Linked DNA regions of Zea mays: all the other regions are linked to region 1. A link is a contact called in public Hi-C data. All regions are on one chromosome and are shown on one strand. The core of a region is the stretch at or near the end of the contact, and the rest is flanking DNA. Distances in the headings are between cores, read along the strand shown.

Region 1 (5,038 bases), core at 1,457-3,956:
ATCCTTGCTAAACAAGGTATTAAGGGTATTAATATACTTGTGAATACCATCTTTAGAAATCTTGGGGTTCTCAAAATATTCAAATAGGTCATACACTCACTATATTAATCAACTTGAAGGAAAACATCATATACGAAAGGATTGGCACCGGTTAGGGCGCCATCTAAAAAAGTTGCCTAGACTGAGGCATGTGTGGCCCATGAGGTGTTTGGGAACTTGGAAGGACTATGCCCACAAATATTCTGCCTCGTTTTAGAGTGGTGTATGGTGGACGCGGCGCTGCAACCGGGTCTACGACTACGATGATAGTAGGAAGTAGGAACAGACGACTAGTTGCCACTTGGTCACCCTTCCAATGGCACCATGGCACAATTACGATCATGTTGCTATACGGTCTATATGTGGATCCATCGAGGGGAGAGGAGGATGAGAACGGTGACGAGGAGTACATACTACTCTACTCGATGGTTTCTTAGTGCAATACCTCGCTCCATCCTTTTCCGTCTGTTGACTTTTAGTTACACTAGCATATTGCCCTTACTAACGCTATGAACTCAGGAGGTGAGGAGAGGAGTTGACGGTGGTGGCGGCGCGAGTGAGGGAGATGAGGCGGCGAGGACGCGAGGGAGAGGGAGGCTGGGGCCGACGAGAAGAGATGAGAGACGAAGGATGATCCAAATAATATTGTTCATTGGATTTGAATGAATAAGGAAGAGTTATTCAACGATCTGAACTATTGATTTTGATGATGTATTAAGTTTGGGTGCAATTTGTTGGGTGGATTTAGTGGAGATTATGAGTGTGAAAGTGATTTGGTTGGATGAGTTTTATAAAGTTTAAATTTGTGGATTATATAGTGGTATAAAGTAACGAAAACCCAATGCAATCGTAAATGAGCAGCTAGCCTACTTCGATTGGCGGCACTATTTCCGCAAGTAAAGCTTCGCGATCATCACTTGTTGTTCTTCGATTTATTTTTCCCTTCTATTAGTATAGTGGAATTGGCATTTCCTGCGGCTGCAGCAGCAGGATGCCAATGTGCCATGACCACCACTTATAGATGTACATAAAGCATGAAGCACGAAAGCCCGGCTTGAAGCATGTTTTTTGGCTCGGTATGAGCACAGTCCAACCTGCTTTTATACGGGCCGGACAGGAAACTAAGCACGGTGGTAGCCTGACACGACCCGTTTACCTTTAAGCCCGTGAAACCTGTTATTTTTACACTAAATCGTGCTTACCGGCCCGTTTAGCCCGCTTTTTCTATGCTTACTGGGCGCGCCCGATGGAGGGGGCAGCTCGACAAGATGTTGTCGCGCGTGGCAGGGTGAAATTTAAAATAAATGGTGGGACGAGGGATGTGATAGAAGAGGCGCCGAAGATAGCCTTACCAGTTACCACTCCCTTCGTAGATCCAATCATCCAAACAGTACCTGCGCACCTGTGTGTGGCACTGTGGCATGGGATCCTGCCCTCGAAGGATCAAAGTCTAGCAGCCAGGCAGTCTGGGCTGTCTTAAACCCAATGCTCAACGGCCATATTGCTTTTCCCTAAAACAACTGACGACCTTATTGGCTTATTGCGCTGCTGGGCATGGCCGCATGGGTGAAGCCGGCGGCAAGGTCCTAATGCCCGGGAGTGACTGCTGCTGAACAGCAAGCTGTTCCCTCTGTGATCAAGAACTAGAGAACGTCGGTCAGCTTTCTGCCCTTGCACCTACGCAAAGCAAAGTTTGGCAATTGGCATACTGCTGGCTTTCTTCTTTCTTGCGCAGGAAGCTGAACAACAAAGGACTCGCGGAAGTGAACGCCATGGTTATAACCATTGGCCGGCCAGGGCCTTCGAGAAGGATTTGATTCAGCCTTCTCGTTGTTCTCTTGAAGAATTTGGAAGCAGAGAAACACGCAGAATTCGAAAAGCATCTGCATATTGTTTCATGATATTGTTTTGTGGATGTGGGAACTTAAACTTAGTGTCTAATTGAATGTTTTATTGTTTATATTCTTCCGTAATCAGCTTTCACATTGGTTTCCGTATATTTATAGAATGCTAAGTTTTAAAGGATACAGTTTAAATCTCATAAAGTTATTTTTAGTTCAGGACAGGGGAGTACGCTTGCAAGAACAATGCCTACCGTCCAATTGTTTGTGTCAAAATACTATGGAAAATGTGTATGAGTGTGTCCACCTAATTTTTATATTGATGAGCATCTCCAATAGAATAGTTAAATGACTTGTCAAACTAAATTTTAGCTACTCAACAGTAAAATAACTTTTGACTAACTATCTGATTTTTCAAATTGACTCTCCCACTAGCTAAATTTGGATAGCCACATGACTAGTAAAACTAGATAGATAGTCTGTTGAATTGAGATGCTATATAGAGTATAATTTTTATAAAAATGTATATAGATGGTTAAATAGAAAGCCATAAATAGTCTCTTGGAGATGTTTTTGTTAGAAATGCTCTCGCTAAATCCTATAATGATAAAAAGAGGTGAAACTGTTGCTTTCGGGATCTCGCTGCCCGTGTCGCCCATTTTTTCTATATCTCATTGTGAATTATGCGAATGTGTATCGAATATGCATAGTCAAGTGCTTTTGCCAATGAAACCTTGGAACTCACTCGTACTCGTACAACCCTCGATCCGAGCTGCGCGCGGCTACCGTGAGTAGGAAAAATGTGTCGCTGCCTGCCGCCACGATCGGAGCGACGGAGCGCACGCCCTCGTGCTCCGCATCCCCAGTCCCCTTCTCTCGCTCCTTCGACGCCGCCGCCGCCTCCCCAGTCCCCAGTAAAATTAATGCGAATGATGCGTCCGGCGGCGTCCGAGGCCCCGGCGCACGTTCGCCCGCCTCCCCTTGCTAAGGCCGGCGCTCCCTCTGCCTCGGTTTATTTCCTCCATTGCCGGCTCTGCCGGGTGGACCCACCAGATCGGACCTCGTAGCCGGCCCCGCCGCGGGAGCTGCACCGCGGCCCACGACGTCGCGGAAAGCGGCAGCCTGCGTGTCGCGTCGACCACCCCGCTGTTCTGCCCGAGAGCTGGCGTGTCACGTTCGCCTGGCAGCGCGATGGCGCCAATGTTCTGCCCGAGAGCTGGAGGCGTGGAGGTCAGCCATGAGCCACGGCGTGACCCCCGACGTGGTGTATGTGTGCGGCTGCCCCCACGATGCTACAGTGTCTACCGCCTGTAGCGCGACGCCACCAGGGACCAGGGCCGCCATGGCCACTTGGCCAGCAAAGCAAAGCAAAGCAAAGAAGAGACATACCCAACACCTGACATTGTATCAATTGGTGATGTCCCCGGTCGATGCACTACAAACTCCCCCAACACCCGAAGAACAGATCACCGACGACGACCTCGGTCAGTGGGGAAAACAAATGAAGGACGCAGCGCAGTGATCTGAATCATTCCACTTCAGAGTTCGTTCAGATGCATGGAATGGAATAGGCAAACCGCAATGCCGAGACAATGGCACGCATGCTGCTAGCTGGTAAGTCTCAGAAGACCGTGTTGGCTGTCTCTCCAGGTACAGTATCAGTATGCTTGTCCAGGGCGGCTGTTTCACACCACCACCAGTTGTCTCTAGATTATCACCTAATTTGATGATTCAATATGGTCGCGTTGCTTAAGATCAACGGGAGGTGAAACTCTAGGTTCTGGCCTTGTTTACTGACACCCTCTCCAGTTGGCGACTAAAGTTTGCCCCTTCTTCCACACTGTGATCAAAATCATCTATCTCAAGCAATTTGCCAATCCTTGAAGCACTCTCACTGTGCATGAGATCCTAGGAAACTAATCTTTGGCAAATGGCAATGGACAGACTTTGAGATCTCCCAGGCACATGACATGAATGAATATGCTAGATTAAGCCAATAAAAAAATTGCCGGGGACCTGCCTAGTTGTATGGATTAAAGTACAGGTCCAACAATTCTTCTATGAATAGAAAGAGGAGGTATTGGAACTCTGCTTTGACCAATATAATGGAGTACACATGTCTCTCTGAAGGCCTATAAAACTACCCTTCCTTTGTCCTGCTTTCCCTCTCCTTCCGTTTCTGTTAGTTTAATGACAGACATACCTAAAAAGCAAGCAGGGCTGAACAGTTAGTTATGCGGCCGTTAAACTGTGTAAGCTTCTTGCTTGGGCTGGCCGTCGTCTCGGACACCCTTGGCCCCTTCGTCGCCATCGCGCATAGAGGTTAGACATAATCATCTCCCTTCTCAGTTTAAGCATGCATGTTTGATGAACTTCCCACCTCGTTCCCTTCTCAGTTTAAGCATGCATGTTTGATGAACTGACACACCTTCCTGTCTGTTTTCAGAATTACTCTCAGTAACTGGCAGCAAGGGGGGAGCAGATATCAAGCTGGTAAGAATCTGAAGCAATGTCAAGTAATAAAACATGTAGCCATATGGCTCATCCAGAAACTAATGAATGTGCCGAATGCAGGAACTCAGTGTTGGCAAGATCAGGACAGGTGAGGAGACCGCCAGAAGCAACGTACTGACAGGTCGAAGGCTGGCTTTCGGAGATGCAGTCATGGAGCAGAAGGAAACAGAGAATTCCGGAATCAGAACAGACTCAGGTGCAAAATATGCTGTTGGAAAATGCGGACATGGAGGAGGGAAGGACTTAAGTATGAATTGTAGCAAACATACACCGAAGGTTTACTTCGATGGACACATTCCCTTCACTGCTGATTACCGTTCACCCCGGAAACACCCTCCCAAGAACAACTAGAAGTAGATAGGGTATACCCATGTAGCATATAACTAGCATGTTTTCCTCTCATTTTTCTTTTGGTTTGCCATCCTAAATGTCGAATATGGCTTTTTCCTTCTTGTTAGATACATGTGTTTAGTTATGGCTAAAAAAAATAACTGGTCCTTCTCCTCCTATGTGGTGAATCATGATACTTATGTTCCACTTCTTTTGGTAGACTAACCTCTACTCTAAGTGCTATGATTGAGATATATTATGTCCACACCAAGATTGGGCAAAGATGGCACTCATAAGGTGATGATGGTAGTCGC
Region 2 (5,038 bases), core at 1,617-4,116, 210 kb before region 1:
AGAGCTCTTGGTATTTGCTAAGTGTCAAAGCCAGAGTACACGCCGCTGCCCCTCAGGAGCCGCTTCTCCTCCTCGACGTAGTTCTTCCCCCTGCTGGCTTGGCCCCGGTCCCTCTTCCGCTTCTCTTTCTGCGAGAAGGAGGCGTCCTTCTCCTTCCTGTCTTTCTCCAGCAACAGCTGGTTCGGCGGCGCGTTCTGCAGCCCGATGAACTTCTCCCCTTCGGTTACTGCGGCCCTGGTACGCTCGCGTTCCTCGTAGGACTCGGGTGCGTGTGCGTCCTCTTTGCCGTCGCGGTCTTTCCCAGTGGACCAGGACCAGTTCGGTTCCTCCGCTGCCGGACGAACTGTCAAGACGGATGGGCCGCCATGGTATCCGTGCCGGCTCAGAGCGCTGAAATCCACACCGGTTTTCTTCTTCTTCTTTGACCTGGCTGCTGTTCACAGAGCTAAGATTAATGTTAAAATGAACCGTAACGACAAGATATCATACTCAGAACAAGCGTCATCTGGACTGGAGTTCGCGTCACTAGATTGGTACTTGCTGTTTTAGCAAATCAAAATGTGCAGGCTTACACCATGGAAACACCAAAACCCCCCAATTCATAACGGTGGCTACTCCAGCTTTACGGAAGCAAACACGGGATCTACGTGAGCATGATACATGGGATCTGAGGCCCAGAGGCTAGCCAAGTGCTGGCCAGAGGTGGTCAGCCTATGGACCTCTTCAGTGGCCCAAACCAGGGTCTCAGCTCTGGCAGGGTGGATGATAGCGTCCAGACGCCGGTGCTCATCATCGCTCCCAATCCTTTGCTGGTCCCACTTTTTTAAGAGGACATTGGTGAGGTAATGCAAGGGTTGCTCATACAGCTGCTTCAGCGATCCGGCGAGTCCCAGCCACGATGTGAATGGGATTACAGAATCACGGTAAGCAGGAACCGGAATGCGCTTCATGTATTGCTGATACATTTCGGCCCTCCTGATCAGAGCACCTGCACGATCCCATTACCTCATTAGAAAGATCATTCCCAAGGATCTGTGGCAGCTCGATCCATGTCTCAGACGTGCCAAGTTAAGAAACAATAGTCTCTTTTTCTCAATGGACATTTTTAAAATCAAAGAATTTAGTCTTATTCGCAAGAATTGATTTGGCTATAGTAGTTACAAAAAAAAGTTGCAACCAAAAAAAATAAATACTAAAGCCATATTTTAAAAAGCATCTTCCTTGGTAGCACAAACTATTCCTTGGGAAAATGCAGAAACAAATTTCTTAAATAAACCGGATAACCAAATACATGCATTGGCTGGTAAACCAGCAGCTGCAGCTTAAAGCAAAACATTGGAGGTCAGGAAAGGCGAGCCTATTTAGTGCCATAACAATCTGTAAAAAAGAACAACAAACCTAATCTACCAAAAATTCCAAGCTGCTGCTGTATTAATATGATGACCATAAGTTTGGGAAACTCGAAACTTTCAACTATTCCACTCAAGGACAAGACTATATGTAGGATAAGCTGACAACATTCCATGGAAATCAAGCCAACATATCATAGAGTTCACTCAATCACATGAAGACTACCATGTTCGAAGAGAGCTCCGGTTATGGTAATTACATTCCTAAAGTACTTTTGTTCTTCCATTTTAAAATGAAACTTGTTGAGCCTATTTTTCAGTTGCACACCAACTTTTGTAAGGCAAATAAATATCAACTAAGAAGTCTATCCAATAACTTGCTTTTGATTATTCTCTCCATATTAAATTTGATTTGACAAGACCAGATTCATGAACCAATAGGCAGTAGTCTTCATGTAGGGTTCCAATGCAAATATACGCCTTATGACCTACGCTGCATCATCGAAAAGGTGAAACCCAGAGACAAGCATACTCAAAAACCAGGTGTCAGCTAAGGTCCAATCCACAAACTTCAACAGTCACAGTACATCAACCATATCAATTCGTCACCTAGTCCTATCCACAAGTGAAACACATAGAAACAAAGTCATTAGCTCTCACCTTCTGCCGTCGAAGCAGCTTTGGAGGAATTGGGCAGCCCAAAGGCATTCCAAGCATTCCCCTTCCCAGCATCATCATCAGAATCCGAGCTAAGGTCATCATCAGAAGATACGTCCTGGGATTCCTTATGCAGCACCACCCTCTTCACATCTAGTAACCAGAAACATGGTCAGTGCCACTCCATTAGGAGATAATCTTCATAAATGATTCTTCATGTATAGTTGGTTAATATCAATAAATCCTATAGACTATGTTGCATCGATTGTGAAAGTGAAAACTGAACAATAAGAACTATGTGACCACACACTAACAATCGACCAGACTACTCATATTCGACTAGACTACTCAGAATTGACCAATCAATTATCTCAGGGCCAGTGGAGCAAGTAAAACTTTCAACAGTCACAGCACAGTGAACCATCGATCAACCATACCAAGGCAGCAACCGGAACACGCATATGCAATTAGATTAGCAGATCTAGAGTCAGCAAACCATCGGAGAGCTCTCACCTTCAGCCCCTGCAGCAGCTTTAGAGGCGCTCCCGCCCTTATCCTTGCCGCCTAATTGATCGGAATCCGAGCCCGAGGAGTCCCCGGAAGAAACGTCGAGGGGCTCCTGAGACGGCGCCGCCCTCTTCATATCTGATTCTGATCCCCCACAAACGCGGTCAGCGCCACTCAATCCGAAGCTCGCAGAGAACGCAGAGGGGCAGGGGGTTTGGGGCCTCACCTATATGAGAGCGGAGAAACCTCGCTGGATGGGGGTTAGGTTGAGGAAAGAGGACAAGGCGGAGGACGCGGTGGGTGATCGCCGGCGCCGTAAACGCCGAGTGTAGCTCGAGCTCGAGTACCCTTGGACGGCTTGGAGGCGTTTTGGGCCTGTGGAGAGAGTAGACACTGATTGATTCTATTCCTTGGGCTCAGTAGACGAATCTGGCCCAAATGGACTGAATGTCTTTCTTGGTCCATATATAGCATACGAGGGCCCATTTGTGACTTGGGAGTGGGAGGAAGGGGAGCCCGGGAGAACAGGGAGGTCAATACTCAATAGTGAATTCTGTTGAGAACTACGTTACCACGGATCACCAGATCCGCTCCCTTCCCCCGTCAGCAGTAGAGGCGCAAGAAGCTGTAGAGAATCCGTCTCCCTTCCCATAAGCACGACAGAGGAAACACACGAGACACATGATATAGGGTTGGGCCTCTGGCCTCTTTCTGATCTCTATCATATGAAGGGGTGTACAAGTTCCTTATATAGATATGTGAGACCCCTCAGGGGCAAAGCCGGTATTTGCCCACATAACCTTAACTAGGGTTACTTAACACTCCCCCTTGGGCGAATACCGCGACCAACACATGACTCTTTAAAACTCCCAAAAACCCAGTGAGAAAAATATGGAGAAAGAGTACATGGTGACGCAAATTGCATTTGCACTTTGTTGCCTCATTAAAAACCTTATGTGAGAAACTTCAGAAAAACTCACTAAGGAAAAAAGAGTACAACAAATGTCATCAGAACAAATTTCGATCTTCTGGATCAGGATTCCATCGAATCTTCTACAAGGGCTAAATTTAGAAATGTGCTCCCCCTGATCCTTGGAAAAACGTATCAATATGGCACAACATCTTCTTCTGGAAGTATACGCACATAGAGATTTAGCAAACAGATTGCATACTGTTGCAAGGATTATTTCAGGAACTTCACCTCTACTCACTTCTAGGATATACGAGGTAAGTACACGTATCAACATAAACAAGCCACTTTGACTGATGGTGTTCGATCGACTGGATCTTTATATTTGATAGAAACTTCCATAAAGGTTCACATATTAATCATCAAGCTGATGCCTTCAGGGCATAGAATATGATATTTATTGTCTCACAATTGTGATCAATATAAGCATTCGCTCCCCCTGACGATGACATCCGTCTAAGTCGTTATCCCTCATAACTCAAGCATACTCTTCAAGATATATGTCTCATTGTTCATCTGGAATAACGAGAATGGATGAGGTTGGGGTGCTATAATTTTCTATCTTACACCGCAATTTATACATAGTTGTGCAAAGCAAGTAACATGTCCTTCAATAGGACTTAGGGGATAATATAGTTGCAATAATACATATTCTAAATATGACACATCGCTCCAGGCGTTCATCCATTGCAACATCTATGATGGTGTAACAAAAGTCCATCAAAGATCGTAATCCATCAGGGATTTTTCATCGATCAGATACATCATTATAGTCTGTCATTCTGGCACAATGGGTATATTTTGCCAGTAACACCTAAACCTTATAGGTTTCTGCCATCAGGGCTTTAGAGGATACCGTAATTCCACATCTAGTGGAAATTACCATGAGTAAAACTCATGGAATGCACATGTGCTTATTTGGTGAACTTCAAGTCCTTTGGTACCTCATCATATTCCTTTTTCGGGTATGTATGGGTCTTTATCCATTAATAGGGGTTATCAAACTTTGGTGTTCAACACAGACTTTGCTTCTTCTGAAAAGGTTCCATCTGGGAACTATAATCTCAGCTAGGAGATATTCTCCCTACACAGGAGAGTGTTCATTCGTCAGGAATGTATTATTCGGTACGAGATTTATATGTTGCATATTTATAATTCAAAAATATGAGTCCTCCTAGGATCTCATGATGGATCTTCAGAATCTTATTAACTGCATATTTTAGTTCATGCCATTTGCTAGATATATTACATAGCGGAACATTGTTTATTCAACACATATTTGGGATGAGTCTCTCACAAGACCACTTGAACCATCGCATTCACCACACATTATTTCAACAGTGCCCATAAATGTCCAAACTTCAAGCTCGTGACTTTTATTTTGCGATTATTGGTTTAGCCTTGATTGCATTTATCAATGACCCGATAAGAGAGCTTAAATCACTCATGCCTAGGACTTTGTTTTGGATCCCTTTGCAATCTAGAGAGGCAAGATAAGTGTCGACATATTTGTCTCCCACATTTAATAATGATCTTCGTCATTTCCCAAAACGAA
Region 3 (5,038 bases), core at 865-3,364, 150 kb before region 1:
TCTTTACTCCAAATCTTCAATTCAATGCTGCCATATGGCAAGGGACAGGAACTTCGCTGTTGGTTCTAAACAGGATTTATGCTGATCTCACCAAGCTGCAAACCAAAGAATCTGAAGAAAATAGAAGGAAAAGAAAAGACGAGCTGTTCCGTGAGGCAACTATCAGAACTGGTAGGCTTTGTCAGACCTGCACAGTCGCGAGCTGTTCTAAAAGAGTGTGATTTCATCACCCTAGTAAAATTTAGAGGACAAAGCAGTTGAACTAGGAAAGTGAACGGTGCTCAAACTCTAACCACTAGATACTATAGAATAGGTGTTATATCTTTGATATTAGATCCTTTGGGTACGTATGGGAGAGAAAGCTATCGGCGAATGTTGGTTCACATGCAGGCCCTCTCTATTATTTATGTATGATGTGTGAAAGTGGCTATAATCATATGGTTATTGCATCTCAATCAGCGCGTAGGAAAAGGGTTGACCGAGTCGGATAAGATCAACCTGTGAAGTCCCGGCGAAGATACTCTTCGGCGATCACCGGAGAAGAAGCAGAAAAGGGGAAGAGCAGAGAAAGAAGAACGAGAAGAGAAGAGAGGTGGTAAGTTTCTTTTGTATTCATCATATCCAGTTCATTACAACAATCGGTATTATATAGCCAGACAGGGATTAGCCCACTAACTATCACTTATTACAACGGCCCATGGCCCATTAACCTGTACATGCTGTCTCCCGCCATCCGGCTTAACAAGAAGATGAATCCTCAGTTACCACCGTCGTGACATCGCCTCCCCTACGGATCCAACTGGTCCCCAGATGGATGAAGATGGGAACCTATTTTTGAGGACGTAGTACTCCTCCCATGAAGACATCTCTTGGGGCAATCCTTTCCACTTGATCAGGACCTGTGGTACAGCTGTAGCTCCTTTGCGAACCAAACGACGGTCCAGAATGAGTTCAGGTTCTGGAGAAAAGTCCTCATACACAGCTGCAGGAGGAATGTCAGCAAAGACTGGGGTATGGTCCGTCACATGTGGCTTCAATTGGGATACATGAAAACCAGATGAATAGCTGCTGATTCTGGAAGTAGCAGCTTATAAGCAGCATGTCCATATTTCTCAATGTTTTTAAATGGTCCAAAATATTTGAAGGAGAGCTTGGCACAAGGTCTATGAGCGACAGAAGATTGTGCAAATGGTTGTGGTTTCAGATATACCCATTCTCCAATCTGAAACTGTAGAAAGGTTTTGTTATTATCAGCATACAACTTCATCTTATTTTGAGCAGATGCCAGATTGGACTTAATGACAGCCAAGAAAGCTTGTCTTTGTTACAATGTGAGCTGAGCATCAAAAGTACCAGCAGACCAATTACTAGGCAGAACTCCGAGGTTTGGATCCATGACATATAAAGCTTTAAAGGGAGAGCACTTTAAAGAAGAGAGGTAACAAGAATTATACCACAACTCAGCTGAATCAATCCACTTAGCCCATTGAGTAGGAGTATGGTGAACTGCGCACCTTAAAATCATCTTCAGACATTGGTTGATGCGTTCAGTTTGTCCATCGGATTGAGGGTGGTATGCTGAACTAAGATGTAGTTTTGTGCTATTCAATTTAAACAATTCTTGCCAAAAAGTACTAGTGAAAATTTTGTCTCTATTAGAGACTATTGACCTTGGCAAACCATGTAACTTCACAATCTGTGAGAAAAACAACTTGGTAATCTGGGCAACAGTAAACGGGTGTTTCACTGGGATAAAGTGGGCATATTTAGTCAATCTGTCCACCACCACCAAAATGACCGAGTACCCATTTGATTTAGGCAGCCCTTCCACAAAGTCTATGGAGATATCTTGCCAACAATCTTGAGGAATGGGTAGTGGCTGTAGCAGCCCTGGATACTTACAATTTTCATGTTTGGCTTGTTGGCATATTTGGCATTGTTTCACAAACAGTTCAACATCAGATTTTTGGCCTGGCCAATAGAACAATCTTTTTATACTCTTTGATAAGTAGGGTTTAGGAGCCTCCGCGGGATTCTCCATCTCCCGACAGCTGTCGTGGTCTAGCGCCACACCTGCCTCCCCCCACTCTCTTCACTGTTGGCAATGGCGAAGCCAAACGATAGCGAGGGGTCATGGGTCTACGCAAGCTCCTGCTGCTGCCCATGGTGACATATGGTGCGGGTCCCCCCCCCCCCCCCCCCCCCCCCCCCCCCCCCCGCCGCCGATGGCGTCTAGCAGAGTGTCGACCTTGCCATCGACCGCATCACCGATGATCCCATCATCCGCGACACGAACAACAAGCTCGTGCCGCTGCTCCGCGTCCTCCAGGTCGTCATGGGCAGGACTTTGGGTGTTAGGGACTTGTTCTACTCTTGGGCGTCTACTCCCTGGTGCTGTCAGTTCACACCGTCGGTTACCTCGTGGCCCACATGGTCCTAGCCTTGACGTCGCCGACGGGCAGGACTTTGAGTGTTAGGGACTTGTTCTTAAATACTTCGAATTAAGAATAAGACAACATAAAATATTAAATGTTTAACGACCTTCGTCCATTGAAACATTATTTCCCCAATGATATAATGAACTTCAGACGAATGTCAAGAGCAAAAATCACGAAGGTCATACCTTCGTGATTAAAATTGCAAAATAATGAAAGATGAAATATAAAATATAAGACAAAAGGAATAATATATCAAAACACATAAACTTATTCATATATTTCATTATATAAATTCAAATATATAATATTTAATCACATTTATACCTTCGTCTTGACAGAAGGCGATAATCCAAATGTCGCGTGCAAACGATTACAAGATTGCGTGAACAGTACGGGGATACTGTTCATCTATTTATAGGCACAGAGCGCAGCCTGTATGAAATTACATTTATGCCCTTTGCAATCGATTACAATCATGACACAAACTATCATGGGTCTATCGGTCATTTCATCTTTAGGTCGGTTCACTCTTTCGTCTTGAGACATGTCACTATACCGAAGCTTTATAGATGATAGCTTCGACACTGCTTTTGAGAGGATCTGCTGAAGGTGTTTCTTTCTTCAGGATCTTCGGCTACGAAGCTTGCCCCCAACAGTAGCCACTTCGCGGTGCTAGATCGTTTTTCGTAACGAGCTTGATCCGTGAAAAAGTCTCTTAGGCTTCGGGATGCCGAAGATCTGAAAAACACCTTCCCTGAGCTCGTTGCCGAGAAACGATTGAAATAATCCGAGCGCGAGGTGGCCCCGCCATGCAGCAGTTACGCGCGTCCTGGCGATTCACCTTCTCGGGCTCTGTGGCCCACCGTTCAGTGGGTGCAGGCGGCTGTTTGTCCGGTGCGGAAGACTTGACGATTTACCTTCCCACCTGCGGCACTATATAAACAGACGGGTAGGTGTGAAGTTACCACAACATTCATTGCTATTGCACTGTTTTGCTGCCAAAAATTTGACCATAGCCGAAGCTTGCTTACTGCGTCCTCAACTGAAGCTATTCAATTTGCTCAAGCTTCGTAACAAGAAAGAGCTTCGGCAAAGTTAAAAAAATTTCAACTTCGTAAAAAATCAAGAAATTCAATCATCAGATGGCTAGGGTACGCTCAACAGCTAGGGTTACTCGCGATGGAGAGGAAGCCGAAGGTGCCGAAACCGCTCCAATCTCTGAAGTGATGCAACGGTCAGGGCTGGTAGTATCGGAGGATGCACCTGCCGCTGAAGCTGAGCAGGTTGATGCTGAGGAAATTGAATCTGAAGATGATTACAGCGCCGTGCCATCTAAACCCAGCCACCTGGAGTTTGGGAAATCCACCATTACCAAAGGTGATATGTTTAAGCTGATGAAGTTAGGCTATTTCAGTGAAGCAAAGAAGGAGCTGGTTCGTTTTGGCGAAGAGGAAATTACTCCGAAGCCGGAAAAGGATGAGGTGGTAGTGTTCAAAAGCTTCTTTAAAGCAGGATTAAGATTTCCTTTGAATGGGATGATTGCTGATGTTTTGAAGAAGTTTGGGATTTATCTTCATCAACTAACTCCTAACGCCATCGTTAGGCTTAGTGTTTACATCTGGGCCCTCCGAAGCCAGGGGGTAGAACTATTTGCCGAAGGCTTCTGCCGAGTACATGAGCTTTATTATCAAACAAAAGCTAGAGAGGATGGGCTGCATGAAAACTTCGGCTGCTACAATTTTGCCTATCGCAAAAATACAAAGTTTCCAGTTATCAGCTATCGTACCAAGTGGCCAGCTGGTTGGAAGACTGAATGGTTTTACGTCAAAGTTGATGAAGAAAAGGAGAAGCTGGTCCAAAGTCCACTGGAATTAATCTTCGGAGAAACCAGGCCCCAGTGCAACATGACACCGAAGAGTCCAAGCCAAATTGCACTGGGCGAATTTCGAGTTATTGCGGAGCATATTGGCACTAGGGATCTGGTGCAAGAATTCTTGGCTTTTAGAGTGTTCCCAACTTTGAAAGAGTGGGACATACCGAAGCTCAAGGGAGAAAATAAAAAGCGGGAACTTGTTCGGTTACCCTACTATTATAAATTCAAGAAACATTTCAAAGTACCTTGCCAAGAATGGTTAGACATAATTGAAGTTATGTGCAACGACATTCTTGGCAATTATTCTAAAAAAGAAGATCAACTAATGACTGCAGCCTTCGGCACTCGTCCGAAGTGAAGGTCAAACCGAGTAATGGATGCTCTGAACTTTGAGTATCCTGACTATGAGCGACTAGACCGAGGCGCCGAAGGATAGAAGAGAAAGAGAATTGCCAGTGTTCTGAATAAAGAAGATGCTAAATTGGTGAAAGATGATGAAGAACAACTAAAAAAGAGAAAGCTGAGGCCTGAGCCAAAGACAGATGCTTCGAAGAAAAGAAAGGGTGCGGCTCCGAAGCAGAAGGCAGCTGATATAGAAGAAGAAACTGCTGGAACACCTTCTGCCACCGACGTGGAGGAAATCTTAAAGGTAATGACTGAATCTTTGCCTATCAAGCTAAGTCCACTAGGGCCGCATCTGACGAAGCTTTTTCAGAAGGAAAAGGAG

Evidence for each region. A called contact is a pair of places that touch in the nucleus more often than the background predicts.
Region 2: a contact with region 1 is called in a Hi-C map of ear, with 2.6 times the contacts expected there. The contact joins the promoter of LOC100276351 here to the promoter of LOC103629718 in region 1. A contact is called at or near these places in 2 of 25 Hi-C or Micro-C datasets (ear and tassel).
Region 3: a Hi-C map of tassel shows a contact between it and region 1, with 4 times the contacts expected there. The contact joins the enhancer-like site here to the promoter of LOC103629718 in region 1. A contact is called at or near these places in 7 of 25 Hi-C or Micro-C datasets (bundle sheath, ear, leaf and 2 more).

What each region holds. Positions count from the first base shown.
Region 1 is chr6:107,606,277-107,611,314 of Zm-B73-REFERENCE-NAM-5.0, reverse strand. It overlaps LOC103629718, which reads left to right and starts at 2,706. Exons shown (of 3, transcript XM_008650834.4): 1 at 2,706-4,202; 2 at 4,327-4,373; 3 at 4,455-4,901. The coding sequence starts at 4,115. The coding sequence ends at 4,745.
Region 2 is chr6:107,815,129-107,820,166 of Zm-B73-REFERENCE-NAM-5.0, reverse strand. LOC100276351 reads right to left here and starts at 2,866. Exons shown (of 4, transcript NM_001365198.1): 1 at 2,740-2,866; 2 at 2,520-2,657; 3 at 2,010-2,159; 4 at 1-433. The coding sequence starts at 2,649. The coding sequence ends at 18.
Region 3 is chr6:107,753,742-107,758,779 of Zm-B73-REFERENCE-NAM-5.0, reverse strand. No RefSeq gene overlaps it. Among protein-coding and RNA genes, the nearest start is that of LOC118472224, 21 kb to the left of the region's middle. Within about 2 kb of position 2,114, at least 2 of the 20 cell types and tissues checked have an H3K27ac peak or open chromatin away from gene starts, as enhancers often do.